Linked DNA regions of Mus musculus: region 1 is linked to region 2. Evidence: chromatin contacts called from public HiChIP or PLAC-seq data. All regions are on one chromosome and are shown on one strand. Each heading gives the region's core, a stretch centred on a gene start, on an enhancer-like site or on the middle of the called end of the contact. The rest is flanking DNA. Distances are from core to core; before and after follow the strand shown. Region 1 has its middle 31 kb from the start of Ybx3. Region 2 overlaps Gabarapl1 (gamma-aminobutyric acid (GABA) A receptor-associated protein-like 1).

Region 1 (4,607 bases), core at 107-2,606, 1.9 Mb after region 2:
GGGGGATCGGGTTTCACTCTGCAGTGCAGGCTGATCTTGAACTCATTGATATCCTTCTGTCTTAGTCTTTGGAGTTCTGGGACTAGAAGCAGGAGCTGTCACTTCTGGTTCTGGTTATGTGTAATATGGTTGGATCATGAGGGTCTGTGTTTTATTTTCATTTCTGTTGCTATGATAAGACATTTGATAAAAGGAAGCAGAGGAGAGAGAGGAGTTTGTTTTTGCTCACAGTTGCAGGTTATAGTCCATCAATGCAAGGAATTCACAGAGGTGCAAGTTTTGAAATAGCTAGGCACATCCACAGTCAAAAACGGAGAAAACAAATACATCCATACCTCCAGCTCAACTCCCTTTCTCTGCTTCTATTCAGTCCAGGAACCAACCCTACAGAGTGGTGTAACTAACTTTTAGACTTGGTCTTCCCACATCAATTAACATATCCATGACAATTCCCTAAGGATTGACCACACAGGCACACCTGTTCTAGATTATCCTTCACTTTCCCAACCAGCTGACTCTAGGCTGTGCCCAGGTAACAGTTAAAATAAGCCATTACAGCATGTATAAAAAATTATAATAACTTCAGGTGCTTTTCTGATATTTTATTTCAACCTTCTGTATCAAAGAAGCGTTTTTATCTTTGTATACTTTAAAACACCTCATACTTACTTTAAATGCCATTTTTTTCTCTTTTAACTCAGTTTGGATGAAATTCTGTTGTTTCTCTTTTAAGATAAGAGCCAGTATGGGGTGGCACCATTATTTCATGGTGCCAAGGGTTGAACCCAGAGACAAATACCTGTTAGGTAAGTGTTCTGTTGTGGAGCCACACTCCCAGCTCCTCATGGGTGGTTTAAGCTACAAGGGACAGATCTGAGTGACCCTGATATAAAACCCAAAGTGGGCATTGCTACAGCTGTCTAGTGTCATTTTGTAGTGACTAGAAGATGATTTATATTAGCCTGTTCTAAAAAGGAGTCAGCTTGATGGTGCTCCCTTGACGGTGCTCCCTTTCTCTTATCAAGAAAACAGTGAAAGCACCATTTCTTGTACTAGTGAGTATATAGAGGAAGGAAGGGCCCTTCGGGTTAGTTCTCTTCACAGGTGTCAGCTTGCTGTAGGATCCTGGGCATTCAGCTAAGGCTGGAATTCTACCTCCATTGTTTACTTTCAATAACTTGGTATTTTAGTAGCTTATCTTCCCCCTCCCAGTTGTCTCACTTTCTTTCGAATCAGTAAGGGATTGATTGGTAAAGCCTGCTTTGTGTGGCAAAGGACCTAGATCATAGCTGAACCTCCTCTGGGAGTCATTGGTCCCACTCTCAGGCTTTGTGTGTGGCCTTTGTTCTACTGGCCCCAGCAGCCTGGTGACTTCATAAAAACAGGGAAGGGAGAGCTGTAAACATTAGCTTCTGAAGAAGACAGTTTCTGAGAATCTAAACTTGCCATTTATTTTTACTCAGTGTTATTGCCACCCAGTGGATTTGTTGGGTAATGAAACTAAGGCTGAGAAATCAAAAGTGGAATGAAGCCAAGCAAAGTGCATTCCAGTCTTTATGAGTCCCCTCTTCCAGCACTGGGAGAGTGAACCCAAGTTGTTTTGCTGGGGCTTGAGTGAGATCATTACATAATACACTTTCATCCCTTCCTCTTCAGTTTCACATGTAAAAAGCAAGTTCTAGGTAATTTGAATTTTAAGCCTGGACAGCAGTGAATGTAGGAAGAGAACCTAAGATCTCCTGATGTCTAATCAAATATTCTTCCCTTTAACATGGTTGGATAACAAATACTATTAGGGCAAAGAATTGATTATTTTCTCAATACTATCTCATAAACAACTCTTTTATAATACAAAAGTGATAATTATAAGTAATTGATCACTTAGAAATCTGCCTTATAGCATCGTATCTAATGTGGTGCTGCCCTTTTGTTGTTGTTGTTGTTGTTGTTTTTTCCGAGACACGGTTTCTCTGTATAGCCCTGGTTGTCCTGGAACTCACTTTGTAGACCAGGCTGACCTCAAACTCAGAAATCTGCCTGCCTCTGCCTCCAGAGTGCTGGGATTAAAGGCATGCGCCACCACGCCCGGCAGGTTCTGCCCTTTTATGGTTGATTTCCTTGGAATTGTTCTTCACCTTTTAGAAGCATTTTCTGTTGCTCTCTTTTTATGGATGTGCTGCCCATGGTCACACTCTAAGGACCAGGCTCCATTTACTCAAGCCTCCTTGAGAACTTCCTGTTTCTGTCTACTTCCAAAGACACTCCTCAGCCTCAGAGAAGCTCTGTACATGCTATTACCTCTATGTTCCACTACGTCCTGTCTGCTTCTGAGCCTGTGGGTTGTAGTGGTTCATCTTCCTCTTTTGAGGTATTAGGGAGTTCTTTCAGCATTTTACTAGTTCTTTAGCCAGGTGATCAACTCAGAAAAGTGCCCCGTCTCATCGTCTCATCATCTCATCTTATGTTGAAGAGCACTTGAATTGTCAGCATGCATTCAGTCACTATGCATTTATTAACCCATTGTGGGTATCCCTTCCCTTCCTTTCCACTTTCAAGCACCTTTCTTTCTTTTATCAAGGTGGTTGAGATGCAGAGAGGAGGGCAGATTAATTTTAGAATATTTAAGTCTCATGGAAAAATTCTGTTCGGATTCATGACTTGATAGAACAACCTAGAGAGAATTGACAGTTTAGAATCATCTTCCCAGCCTTAAACTTGAGTTACTGCTCTTTGTCCTACCTCCATTAACTCTCAAAAATGTTCTGATTTTCTTTTAGAGATCTGACATTGATGTTTTGTAAAAAGCTTTTTTTTTAAACTTCCCTTTTCTACTGGTCATTGCTGTTCAAACTACAAGTATTTACATGCTAGTTATTTTAAACTTTAGTCAACTTTTACCTGTACAACTTATTCATTGATTTAAATACTGTCCCTTGGTTTTGCTTGGATTCTCAAAGACAGTCATAATGACTGACCTTTGCCCATTTAATAGTTATGCTTTCTGTGTACTTTCCCATTCTTTCTTTTCTATTTCTGGTTTTTAGTGAACTCATTCCCTCCTGTGTAGGCTTTGTTTTCCTTGACTTACCATGAGTGAGTGTGTGTGAGACCGTGAATGTGTGTCTGTGTGTGAGTGTGTATGCATGGCTATGTGTCTCTGTGTGTGTGAGTATGTGTGTATTTTGTGGAGGTTGATGTTTGTGTTTTTGTGGTGGGTGTGGAAGCAGGGCTAACCTGTTGGATCGTTTTGCATTCCTTCTCTAAGCAGTCATCTTAATGAGGGCCCTAGACTCCCCAGTCTTCCCTGTTTGCCCTAATTATAGGTTAGGAGAGTCTAAAGACTAACCTCAGCCTTTATCAGATGTTTTACCTGGTTGCTCTCTCAGAGGAGATATGCCCTCTCAAGGAAGTACTCCAAATCCCTACATTTTGAAGGGACAGAGGCAGTTCTAGTTTTCTGTTCTTTCTTCTTTTTTTAAAGTTTAAGTTTTTATTTATTCTTCTTTCATACATCACAACCGCAACTTCCCCTTCCTCCACTCTTTCCAGCCCTGCCCCCCCCCCCCCCAATGCTCCAATCCTAGACTCACTCCTTCCACTCCAGTCTCTCCCCATCCCCTGAAAAGAGCAGGGCTCCTAGTGATATCAACCGAACTGGCACAAGATACAGTAAGATCAGGCACACAACCCTTACATTAAGGCTAGACAAGTTAACCTAGTAGGAGGAAAAGGGTCTCAAAAGCAAGCAAGAGTGTCAGATACCCCAATGCCCATTGTTAGGAGCACCCTCTCCCCTGAAAGGAAAAACAAAACAAAAGAAACAAACAAAAACCAAACCAACAAGAAGCTAAAAACAACAAATATGCACAGGACCTCGCCCCGACCCCTACAGGCTCAGCTACTGTTGCTTTAGTGTCTGAGTTTTAAGACCTATTTAGTTGGCTCCGCGGCCTTCATTCTCCTGGAATCCTCTACCCCTCTTCTTCATGGGAAGGTTCTCAAGCTTTCAATGGGGGGCAGATTGAACGGAGATCTCCAACCTGGGCTCTTTCTTGGCCTTAGTTTTGGCTGTGGGTCTCTATATCTGTTGTCAACAGCTACTTGATACAGCCTTCTCGAGTATAACATTATATAGCATTAGGTATTTCATTGATTTTCCCCACTAATCCAGACATTTTTGTCTACCCTAGGTCTCTGGGCTCTCCAGCCTCCTATTCCTAGCCATCCAGGCAGCATTGGGAGTGGTGTCCCCCTTGTGGCTTGGGCCTCAAATTACACCAGTCATTGGTTGGCCACTCCCACAAATTCTGAACCACCATTGCCCTACACATCTTGCAGGCAAGGAAGAGTGAAGTTTTTGCTCCTTGGTTGGTGTCCGAGTCACACCTTGTCTGGTTGCATAAGATGGACCGTTCAGACTCTGAATCCTCCATTACTAGCAGTTCTTGCTGGGTCACTCCAGGGAGACTCCATCGCACTAGGTTTCCACTCTGACCCCCCAAATGCCCTCCATGTCCAGTTGTCTCAGTTGTTTCTCCCCATACTCTCTTTTCATTCCTCTTCCAGCACATCTGATCCCTCCCATTCCCATCTTCACCTGTCCCCAG
Region 2 (4,251 bases), core at 1,161-3,660:
GATGGGAATGCTTGGATCTACATTGTACTCCCCCACAATAGTCGTGCTGGATAGATTTGCTAATATTGAGTCTGAAGATGGATGAGGAAGAAGGGAGGGGACAGTCCCAGTGTGGTGGGTCAGACACTGTACATGCCTCCTTTTCTATTTTCCCACTAAGGCTCTCGGACAGCTTTTGGGTCTGAAAAGCTTGTACTTACACAATAGATTTTATTTTGTTTTCTGAGGTTTCTCCTACTAATCCTTTTTCATTTCTCACCCTGCTCTCTGTTTCCTTCCTGTAGTTGGCCAGTTCTACTTCTTAATCCGGAAGAGGATCCACCTGAGACCTGAGGACGCCTTATTCTTCTTTGTCAACAACACCATCCCTCCCACCAGTGCTACCATGGGCCAGCTGTATGAGGTAATGGTCTTGATCACAATACCCAGCAGCCTGGTGTCCCTTCGCTCTGGTTCCAGGGTTTGTTAAACACCTGGGAAGTAGGGCAGGAGGTGTTATTTATGGGGATCCTCTTACACACAGCACTGTGACGCTGGGAGATTAGATACCCTTTGTCCTTTAGGGACTGAGCACCTACTCGATTTAATCTTTTGAAATCTCTCTCTAGTCTTTCCTGACTGTAGTACTTTATTGCCGGTTCCAGTGGTTCTTGGTAGCAAAGCATCACCATGCTCACCCTTCTGTTACTGTCTCTGGAAGCACAGTTTGTTAGTGAACTGTGCACTCCATTTCCTGCCTGTCAGCCATCCACATCTAGCAATAGATGGAGAAAAGAGACACCAGCAACCCTTGGCTCCTTTTCCGTCTGAACCTGGAGCCCTGTCTTCCCAGTTAGCTCCCACATAAACGGCCAAGATTCGGCTTAGGACAGGCACATCTGGAAGCTCTCTTTCTAGAGCAAACCGGAGGCCACGTAAGAGTTTCCATTATCTGAGTACAGGGAATGAGTTAAAGTGTCAAGTTAGGATCTGATTTGGGAAAAACTGTAGTGAGGACTTCATATACAAATAATGTGACCTAAGATTGTGACTGTACTACTCCTTGTACGATGTCACACATGATACTGCCTTCCCATTGTGCTCCAATAGTCAGATGCACATCTAGTAACCCCTGGTCTAGCCCTTATTATTCCATAGCATATATTCCCGTGAGTATGTATGCCAGTAGATGCTTTGTGGTTTCTGTGCTCTCCTTGCTAGAGTGAGGAGTTTTTTTTTTTCCTTTTTTTAAATGTGTGTGTGTGTGTGTGTGTGTGTGTGTGTGCTTGCAAGTGTACATGGATGTGCGCACACAGGTGGACATCGAAGGACAGTTTCAGGGTGTTTCATCAAGAACACTGTGTGCCTCTCTTGAGACAAGGTTTCATTATTGGCTTAGAACACACAGATAGGCTGGCCTGACAGGCCGGTGAGCCCCAGGGATCCTCCTGACCTCCCCAGAGCTGGAGTTACAAGCACACAACATCACACATGCCATTTTTATCTGGGTTCTGGGAATTGAACTCGGGGCCTCTGTACGGCAAGGCAAGCCTTTACTCACTGACCCATGTCTCCCAGCCCCCGGCCTAAGAGTAATTTTTTTTTCAAGGTAAGAATTATTTTCGCAATGTTTTGTTTGTGAAAGCTCTGAAATCATGCCAAAAACTTGCAAGAATTTTACTGATGGTACTGGGTGGCTTACCAGGCAGGGCTCGACAGCTCACACGGTGTGCTGTATTATGTTTTGACATTTAATTCATTTATCCATTCCTGTTCATCTTTGGAGATCTTTTTTGTTTTGTTTTACTTTGGGTCTCTGAGATAGAGTCTTGACAAGAAGCTCAGGCTGGCTTGGGATTTGCCAGGTAGCCCAGGCTGACCTCAAGCTTTAATGTTCCTACCTCAGCCTCTCACATGCTAAGATTACAGGTGTACATCATTGCACCCAGCCTTTTTTTTCCCAGTGTCTTTTATTAGCATATATTCATTATATAAATGGGTCTTATTTTTTTTTGTTCTCATACTTGTACATAACATATTTCAGTCAGATTTACCCCCACATCTTACCCTGTCGCTTTCCCCTCTCAGTCTTGCTTTGTTAACCCAGTTATTTAAAGGAGAGCACTCAGCTTGTTTACGGAAGCATGGATGGACACTTTTCTACAATAGAAGATGACTCCTTGTCCCCCTCAACTATCAATCAAGTATAGATTCTCAGAAAGGGGTGAGGCCTGAGAAACCCGCTCCCTGTCATGATGGGATGTTGTTGATAGGCCCAATTTTGCGGAGGGCCGGTGCATTGCAAATCAACCAAAGCTGCCTATGAGTTCAGGATTACAACAGCCATCTCATGCCCAGAAGCCAGCATTCCACACCTCTCCGCGCCCTTCCTCAGAGTCTGACATTCATTCTTCTTCCTTGAGTGTTGGTGGGGGCAATTTAGATGACTCATGTGTGGCCAGGCACTAAGTAATCCTGACCAATTAGGTTCTGTAGCCACTGCAGACCACTGTGGCTAAAGTTGACTGGAGAATGGTTGTTTCTAGGAGTAAGGCTTACTCTGGTTATTTTTCTGCTGTTGGTGAGATACATTCTTTATTCCTTTTGTTGTTCTTTGTTTTCCTTTTTCCTGATGCTAAAAATGTAAACCCAGGGCTTCACACATTTGAGGCAAGGTTCTACCACTGGGCTGCACCCCAAGTCCTGTTCCATATTTTAAATGAGAATAATGCTGACTTCCACGCCTCCTTTATAAGATTGTTCGAGGCTCAGAATCAGAGATTATAAACATGAATGTTTAGTATTTTCTGAATTGTCGTCTTGTCTCCTCTTCTTAGGACAACCACGAGGAAGACTATTTTCTGTATGTGGCCTACAGTGATGAAAGTGTCTATGGAAAATGAGGCAGAAGCCCAGCAGATGGGAGCACCTGGACTTGGGGGTAGGGGAGGGGTGCGCGTGGGACTTGGGGAACCAGAGGGAGGGCTCCCAACCATGGAGGAGACGCAAGGTGAAGACATCGGGAAACATCACACCGCACACGCTGTCGTCTTTTTTTCACAAGCTCAATTGTTACTTTTCTCTGCTTCCTCAGCCCAGGAAGAACTTGTGTTGCATTGGCTGTGAGAGCGGGATGGGGACGACATGAATCACAGCTTTGCTGTGAGCTTTCTCTCGTGCAGTTTCATCAGAGGTTTGGGAGGAGGGCAAGTGGCCGCTAGAGAAGAATACAATTTAGCAGCAACTGCCGGCTCTTTGGGCAGAGGTTTGATTTTTGGCATTTGTACAAGCCGCACGGGCAAAGGGGGAAAAGAATGCCGTAGGGGACCACACCTAAGGGACCAAAAGATACCCACTGTCACTGAAGCATTGTACCCCTAACCTCTGTCTCCATACCTTCCTCTCCTAGTCCTTTTCTTCCACCCAGGCTTCATAGCTCCGCCCCAGTTGTGGCAGGAGACATTCGAACAGACGTTTAGACGTTTAGAGTCCTCTTGGAAAATAGGGCCGTGCGGGAACGGTTATGATTGCCAGCGTTTTGGATGGCATTAAACTGGAGTTCAGGGTTGAACATGTCCTGCTCCTCATCCCATAAGTACCTTGGACTTTCAGGAGCCTCAGGATCAGTCCTCTAGCATTTCCTTCACCTTTCTCATGTACAGGGGCAGCGTGTCTGTGTGTGGAGGGTCCGGGTTACAAGGTAAGCTAGGTTGCCCACTTGCCCACTCGTCCTCTCCCTGCTGCAGTCTCTTGGGTCTCACACGCACTGCAAATGCTAAGCGATGGCCAGCTGTCTCCCTCCGTGGCATCTGCTATTCAAAGAAGATGGAGTGAGAGGGGCGCCAGAGTTTCATGGGGGCTTTACTCATTCATTTCATTTAGGGACTCTGTGGGGGGAGGGGCAGGCATTGCATTCTCACATGACATTTCAATTCATCTCTACCAATGAAGAGCGTCCTCCCTGTTGGGAGCAATCTGTACGTCTGTTTTGTCAGCTTCAGGTTCTGGTACTTTGAAGTCAATGCTGTCAGGCCAGGGAAATAAAATAATTGCTTACCTTAAAAGTCTACCTGGACTCAGAATTGTGGCCTCTTTCTTTTTCTTTTCCTTTTTCTTTTTCTTTCTCTTTTTCTTTTTCTTTTTTTTTCTTTTCCTTTTCCTTTTTCTTTCTTTCTTTTTTTTTTTTTTTGGTTTGGTTTGGTTTTCATTTAGGTGAAGGTTATGTGGACACCTGCATTTTTAAGGAACTTGAAATGGGTATGGAATTGGCAG

Evidence for each region. HiChIP or PLAC-seq counts read pairs in DNA pulled down with a chosen protein or histone mark.
Region 1: a contact with region 2 is called in an HNF4G HiChIP or PLAC-seq map of pancreatic cancer cells. The contact joins two enhancer-like sites. A contact is called at or near these places in 5 of 39 promoter capture datasets (cranial neural crest, frontonasal cranial neural crest, liver and 2 more), 1 of 15 datasets of contacts at CTCF or cohesin (large pre-B cells), 2 of 484 Hi-C or Micro-C datasets (cerebral cortex and pro-B cells) and 9 of 115 datasets of contacts at active chromatin or transcription factors (astrocytes, double positive thymocytes, embryonic forebrain and 6 more).

What each region holds. Positions count from the first base shown.
Region 1 is chr6:131,417,520-131,422,126 of GRCm38.p6, forward strand. No RefSeq gene overlaps it. Among named protein-coding and RNA genes, the nearest start is that of Ybx3, 31 kb to the left of the region's middle. Within about 2 kb of position 1,357, at least 75 of the 459 cell types and tissues checked have an H3K27ac peak or open chromatin away from gene starts, as enhancers often do. A contact at or near this core is called in pancreatic cancer cells, where this site is marked.
Region 2 is chr6:129,538,286-129,542,536 of GRCm38.p6, forward strand. Gabarapl1 (gamma-aminobutyric acid (GABA) A receptor-associated protein-like 1) reads left to right here. Exons shown (of 4, transcript NM_020590.4): 3 at 285-403; 4 at 2,817-4,046. The coding sequence ends at 2,882. Among named protein-coding and RNA genes, the nearest start is that of 1700101I11Rik, 7.1 kb to the left of the region's middle. Within about 2 kb of position 2,411, at least 23 of the 459 cell types and tissues checked have an H3K27ac peak or open chromatin away from gene starts, as enhancers often do. A contact at or near this core is called in pancreatic cancer cells, where this site is marked.